Regions from separate parts of the Zea mays genome. Here region 2 is linked to region 1. A link is a contact called in public Hi-C data. All regions are on one chromosome and are shown on one strand. Each heading gives the region's core, a stretch centred on a gene start, on an enhancer-like site or on the middle of the called end of the contact. The rest is flanking DNA. Distances are from core to core; before and after follow the strand shown. Region 1 holds the start of LOC100191841 (Isocitrate dehydrogenase [NAD] catalytic subunit 5 mitochondrial). Region 2 holds the start of LOC542177 (PK protein).

Region 1 (3,042 bases), core at 165-2,664:
TGCCTTGACCCTCAAGTGCAACTTGAGGACCTGGTGACTCGTATCTTATTGGCCCTGCATTGGATCCAATAGAGTTGGTACAGTGAACGCAACAGTAGACTGCCCAGATTACAGTAGTCACTGAACGACTGAACGTATACTTGATATAATGCATTTCAGACAGAGAATTGGTCAAGGTGTAGATCACAAACTTTGAAAATAATAAGAGAGCCATAAATAACTGATAGAAACAGACTGAAAATCACAAATGACTATCCTGCTTCAAAAGGAACATCAAAACCGAAAATAATAGAAATATAACAACTGACATAAGTGACATCCATTTGGAAGAACACAGTCTCAAGTGCTCCTCCGGCAATAAGAACAACTTTCGATAATAGCATCCTCACATGGTCACCCAAACTGTTATATGCTAGTGTCAGATCAATCTCCATAAAGAACCCCTCAAAAATAAACTTTGCACAACCACGGCACATACGTTAGTGTTTGCATAAAGTTATAGCTACCATATTGTCGAATACAATATTATTTCTCTTTCTTAAGCCACTATGTCACTAACTAGAATCGGTTTAAATTCATAAATGCTAGCTCTTGAATAGCATATATACATTATGTTTCAGAAGCAGTAAAAAGTAGTGTTTAATCTATCTTGTTATAAGAACGAGAGGATGAGCATTTGGTTTGTTTATGATCCCCATCATAGTATGACACCTATCTTATTAACTCAAGCAGTCAAGCTCATTATTAGATCTTTCTGAGATAGGCATAAAAAAACAGTGCATCATCCTGCACGGCATGCTCAATATGTTCTCAGCTTCAAACCTGCCTAAAAGCTTAGCTTCAAACATAGCTTTAGTTTGTCCATCAAACAAACTAACTTTTGATTTACATGTAGACAATCTGAATAATTGTACAAAACAATCAAACCGAACCTAAATTTTGTACCTGCTTGACAGACTCGGCAATCTCTGGCCCGATGCCGTCGCCCGGAAAGAGCGTGGCACGGATGGTCTCTCCGGACTCCGTTGAAAACGGCGCCACGGCCGGTGCCGAAACCCTGCCGGTTACCCGCGGCAGGACACTCCCCTGCAGCAGCCTCCGGAGCGCCATGTCTGCCCCCCACAGCCCTGCGACAGCCAACAGCACGCACGTTAAACCTGATCGTCGCAGAACGGGAGGACGCCTGCATAGTGCCTAACAACTCGAAAGGTACACGAAACCACCCGTCTCCACGCGTGGAATTCGATCGGATGAAACCCTCTAGATTCCAGCGGAATTCGATCAGGGCCTCAGGGGAGAGAAGCTCGCCCCCAATTGAACGGGAGGCGATCACAAATAGGCAAGGAGCGGTGGGTAGCGAGATCGGAGAAGAGAATGTACCGGACAACGGTTATTCGCAAGGCTTGGCACAGCGACGGCGGCGGCAAGGAGGAACCGGCCGGGGGGATGCGGAGGAGAGAAGGGTGGTGCTGGAAGGAGACTTCTTCCGGGCTTCCTCCGATTTACCTGGCCGTCGATATGGATCGGACGGCTGGTGTTCCGTGTACCCTCGCCCCGTCGATGGTGATGCTTGTTTGTTGCGCAAGCAGTAGGGCTGGGCATTCGGTCTATTAGGGTAATTCGGTTCGGTCTATTTGGGTTTGTGAAATTTCGGGTTCTAAAAAATGAGAACCGAAATTTCCAAAAATATTTTTGTAACCGAACCCGAATAGACTCACAATTTCGGTTCGGTCTATTCGGTCCACCGAATAGACCTGAATTGTAGAGAGACTAGTATATTTTGTTAAAATATAGACAATGAATAATTAATTGAAAGTACTATTACTACAACAAGTGACTATAAAAATTAGCATACAAAGATATATATACTATCGTTTAGATGATATCATTATTTCTAGCTAATAAGTTCATAAATCATATAATAATACCATCACATATTAAGAGCTTTTTTATATTTCGGGTTATTAGGTCTATTCGGGTTTTATAGGTTAGGAACCGAACCCGAACCCATAACCCGAAATATAGCACATATAGGAACCGAACCCGAACCCGAAAACCCGAATAGACCAATAATTCGGTCTATTCGGGTTCGGTTCGGGTTCGGGTTCGGTTTTCGGTTTTAAAATGCCCACCCCTAGCAAGCAGAAGAGAAGGTTTTGTTCCTTTTTTTTCCGGAGATAGTAGAAGAGAAGGTTTTGTTCTTGAGCGACAGCAAAATAAGTGTTTTTAGGGTTTCACTTCAAGAATTTTAGCTTCAATTTTCTAGCTTTATCACAACAATTTCAACAAATTATTGAAGTGAGATCGAAGAGTGTTTAGCTTGTATATGGACTCCAGCTTCTGTGTAATATAATTGATTTTTGTGTATCCTTGACTACCATTGATTAGTGGATGTCATGAGAGAACCGAAGCGCTATGTTGTGTAACAAGTGACGTGGTGAGTAATTTTTATGCAACTTCATGAGTAGGTATGAAAATAGTGTTTCTGTGAAACACCCTTTGAGGAGCATAAATTTTATGAAGCCAGCCTCTAATGTCATTTTTTTAAAAGCTGGAGTTCATGAAGTTTGATCTATTTGGATGGAAGAAGTTAAAATGAAGCCGAAATTTTTGAAATGAAGCTCTCCAAATAAGCCCTTAATTGCAAAGTTCATTGTCATGTTGGCTTTGGAGAGCTTCTTACTTTCAAGGAGTTGGATTTAAAAAATCATGTATACGTTACGTCTGATTATTTAACATATTTGAATCTGGTTGTTTTGATTCACATGAAATCTCTCTTCGCAAGCAAACAGAACTAACATGAGACTGTATTTTCTTTTTTTCTTTCTTACATGAAGGTGTATTTGATGCTATCCATCTAATATATATGCATTTATAATTTATTGTAAGTCAAACGGTCCTAAATCCAATAAACTTATAAGATACTACTAATATAATTTCAAAAAATGGTATCCAAACGACGTAGTCAGGATATAGGACACACTTCCCTAGCGGGACTAGCAACCAAATCTGCATAGATAGAATACTAAAACTGGCTCCAAC
Region 2 (3,042 bases), core at 386-2,885, 240 kb before region 1:
GCTCCTTCGGGGGCTGCGCGCGATGAGGCCCTAGATGCTGATTCTAGTGTGTGTTGCTACGCAGGTTGCGCTGCAACACCGAGCATCGGGCGGGAGTGCTGCTGCGCAGTAGCCCCATGTACCTAGGGTTGTGAAACCCTTGGTGCAGATGACGCCTCCCCCTCACCACCTTGGTGGTTGTCGAAGGAGGCGTCCAAGTGCTCAACCATTCAGACCATCATGCCGAGCGGAGGAAAGCAGACAACAACTTATACCACCTTTCCCCCTACCCGGCGCGCCAAATGTCGGAAGGGAGATCCTCCGATCGGGTGGCGGAATGCACTTGCCCTAATCCTAAGATGAGGAGGGGGCTCAAGGATTTGCATGATCAATTGAAGGACTCAAGAACACAAGGATTAGAGTGGTTCGGACCGCCGGAGCATAATACACTACATCCATTATGGACTGTATTGCTTTAAGAATTGAGAGTCTGAATGTGCATTTCTGCCTGTGTCCTTTGCATAGCATGTGCTTCCCTTTTATAGTCTAAGGGGAACATGCACAAGAATGGTGGACCCCGACAAGTGGGCCCTGTGTGCCTATATTAAATACATATCTCTTGGAGTTATAAGTGCATTGGTGGGCTAAGATCTTCCCCGGATATCGCGCTGACTCCATGACTAGGTGTGTTCTTCCTATCACCTCGGGTTTGCCTTGGCAACCATCCACCGTGCTGACTGCTGGGCTGGATGTACTAATGCGTGAAGGATCCAATCTTATATCTTTGTGTTGTCACATCTGGTCTGCACAACAACGGGAGTATCGAGTGGCCGAACGACGCTTCATGATGGCGTTGCTCACGCGGACGAGATAAGCGCCTCTGTAGCTTGCATTAGTTTGAGTAGGCATTGTATGCATGCGATACAGGTGAACTGTCGTGTTCCTTGGTAACGCGTGAGCAGTCTTGTCAGTCTGCCACACTTTGTAGCCCGTTGTGCACCCTTCAGCCACTCTACAATAAATGCGAGTATTGTGGCTGCTGATAGGGAGTTCCATCTGGACGAAGGTTTGAGCTATGGGCCAAGGGACAACATGGCGACTCCAGACCCCTGCCACCGTGAGGTGCGAGTTCCGAGGTTGTGTACAACAAGCAAACCCTGGGCTTTCGTTCGCTAGGGGTCTGACGACCTGGCGCATGCAACTCAAGCCCCTTACACGCGTCAGACCAGGACCTGTCTTGGTAGGGTTAACCGTTCCTTAAGGTAGTGGTGTGAATACCCCAGTTACAGGGTATCAACAGTCTTTAATATAAATATTTAATATATAAAGATAAGATATAAATAACATACTTAGAGAGAAATAAGATATTAAAAATAAATATTTTTTAAAAATCTGTAAATAAGAGATATAGAGATGTAAAATACGGTTGAAAATAGTCCTAGCTAATGCCAACTAATAAGTCAAGACTAGCCTCGGTCGCCTTTGCCCCGTCGGATTTCGCGCATACGGTGGGAACCGAACTGCGCTCTGCCCCCCATGGTTTTGACCGCAAAAGGTTTTGGTTGCCCGTCCCTAGCAGACACGCGGTCAGGCGGGCCCACTTGTCCCTCTCTTCTCTGCCTATAACTTCCCATCCCTCTCTCGGTCCCTCCCTTAATTCCGTCCACAGAAGAAGAATCCTTCTCGACGCCGCCCCCATTCATTCTTGGAGGGCAAGAAGAACGCGCAGTCCAAAAGCGAAACAAGGGGAAGGGGCGAGGCAGCCAAACGAATCCCAGCACCTGCCTCTCCTTTGCTTGCGCAGATCTAGCGATGGCGGCGGGCGGTGAGTTGGCGTGGGGGGAGGAGCCCGTGGCGCGGCGCCGGCCTAAGACCAAGATCGTCTGCACGCTCGGCCCGGCGTCGCGATCCGTCGAGATGATCTCGCGCCTGCTGCGCGCCGGGATGTGCGTCGCGCGCTTCAACTTCTCCCATGGCTCCCACGAGTACCACCAGGAGACGCTCGACAACCTGCACGCCGCCATGGAGCTCACCGGGATCCTCTGCGCCGTTATGCTCGACACCAAGGTCCTTCCCCCGCCCTCGCAATCTCCTTACCTTCCTTCTCAATCCCCGCGGTCTCGTGCTACGGTTCGCGATCTGCGATACGGTGTTGTTTCCTTACCTTCCTGTGCCGTCTGCTCCACTTAGGGCTTGTTCTTTTTGCTCTCAATTTATGTGGATTGGGTGGATCATGTGGATTGGGTGGGATTGAGTGGGTTTCAATCCCGAACAAGTCAAAATCTTTCATAAATTTTTTCAATCCCATCCAATCCACATGGGATACGAACCATCTTGGTTGCTGGGTTAGTTCCTGTGACGGTTAAACCACAATTTCAGTTCCTATGGTCAACTTTTAGGGATCTGACGTTAGATGTGATCTCTACTCCCTTTTGTCGGCGCCGACGTTCTTTTGGACGTTCTTGATTCCTGGGTCGGATTGGCGGAAATCCCGACCAATCGCGTTGTCCCGTGTCCTTACCAGAAAAGCAACTGGCTGCTTGTGCCTGCTAGTACTTGCTTTAGTACTACAGGCTAATTTGGTTGTCAGCTGCCAACTGTGGACGACCAATTGGCGACTACTTCAGATCTCTGAGCATCTAAGCATTAATGTCCAGCAACCAGCATGTAGCTTGGCTCACATGCGAGTTGTGCAATAGGATGGAGTTACTCGTCCTTTGGCTTGTTGTCCCTTTCCTTTCACCATTGGCTGTGGCCTGTGGGCCTGTGGTCCTCATCCACGGCTACTTGCCCTTTCTATGTCTCAGTCTTAATAACTGAATTTTTTCTGTTCTGGTCTATTTTTGACCTGGGTTGCTAAAGTCTGGTAGTGTTATAATTATCTGAAAGTGATAATGAAAACTGATCACAATATTGTTTTGATTTTTTATCTTCAATTCAAATGATGGAAGAAAATGTAACTGTGATTAATCGACAAATGAAATGATGTTAGGAAAAGGGAAAATTCAGAATTATTCCATCCTTGGTCTTCTTTTTTTGCTTTTCTTTCTTTGTTTTTTTCCT

The links. A called contact is a pair of places that touch in the nucleus more often than the background predicts.
Region 2: a Hi-C map of tassel shows a contact between it and region 1, with 2.2 times the contacts expected there. The contact joins the promoter of LOC542177 here to the promoter of LOC100191841 in region 1. A contact is called at or near these places in 3 of 25 Hi-C or Micro-C datasets (leaf and tassel).

The regions. Positions count from the first base shown.
Region 1 is chr3:43,893,897-43,896,938 of Zm-B73-REFERENCE-NAM-5.0, reverse strand. LOC100191841 (Isocitrate dehydrogenase [NAD] catalytic subunit 5 mitochondrial) reads right to left here and starts at 1,414. Exons shown (of 8, transcript NM_001137265.1): 1 at 1,381-1,414; 2 at 946-1,127. The coding sequence starts at 1,110.
Region 2 is chr3:44,133,619-44,136,660 of Zm-B73-REFERENCE-NAM-5.0, reverse strand. LOC542177 (PK protein) reads left to right here and starts at 1,635. Exons shown (of 3, transcript NM_001111796.2): 1 at 1,635-2,046. The coding sequence starts at 1,792.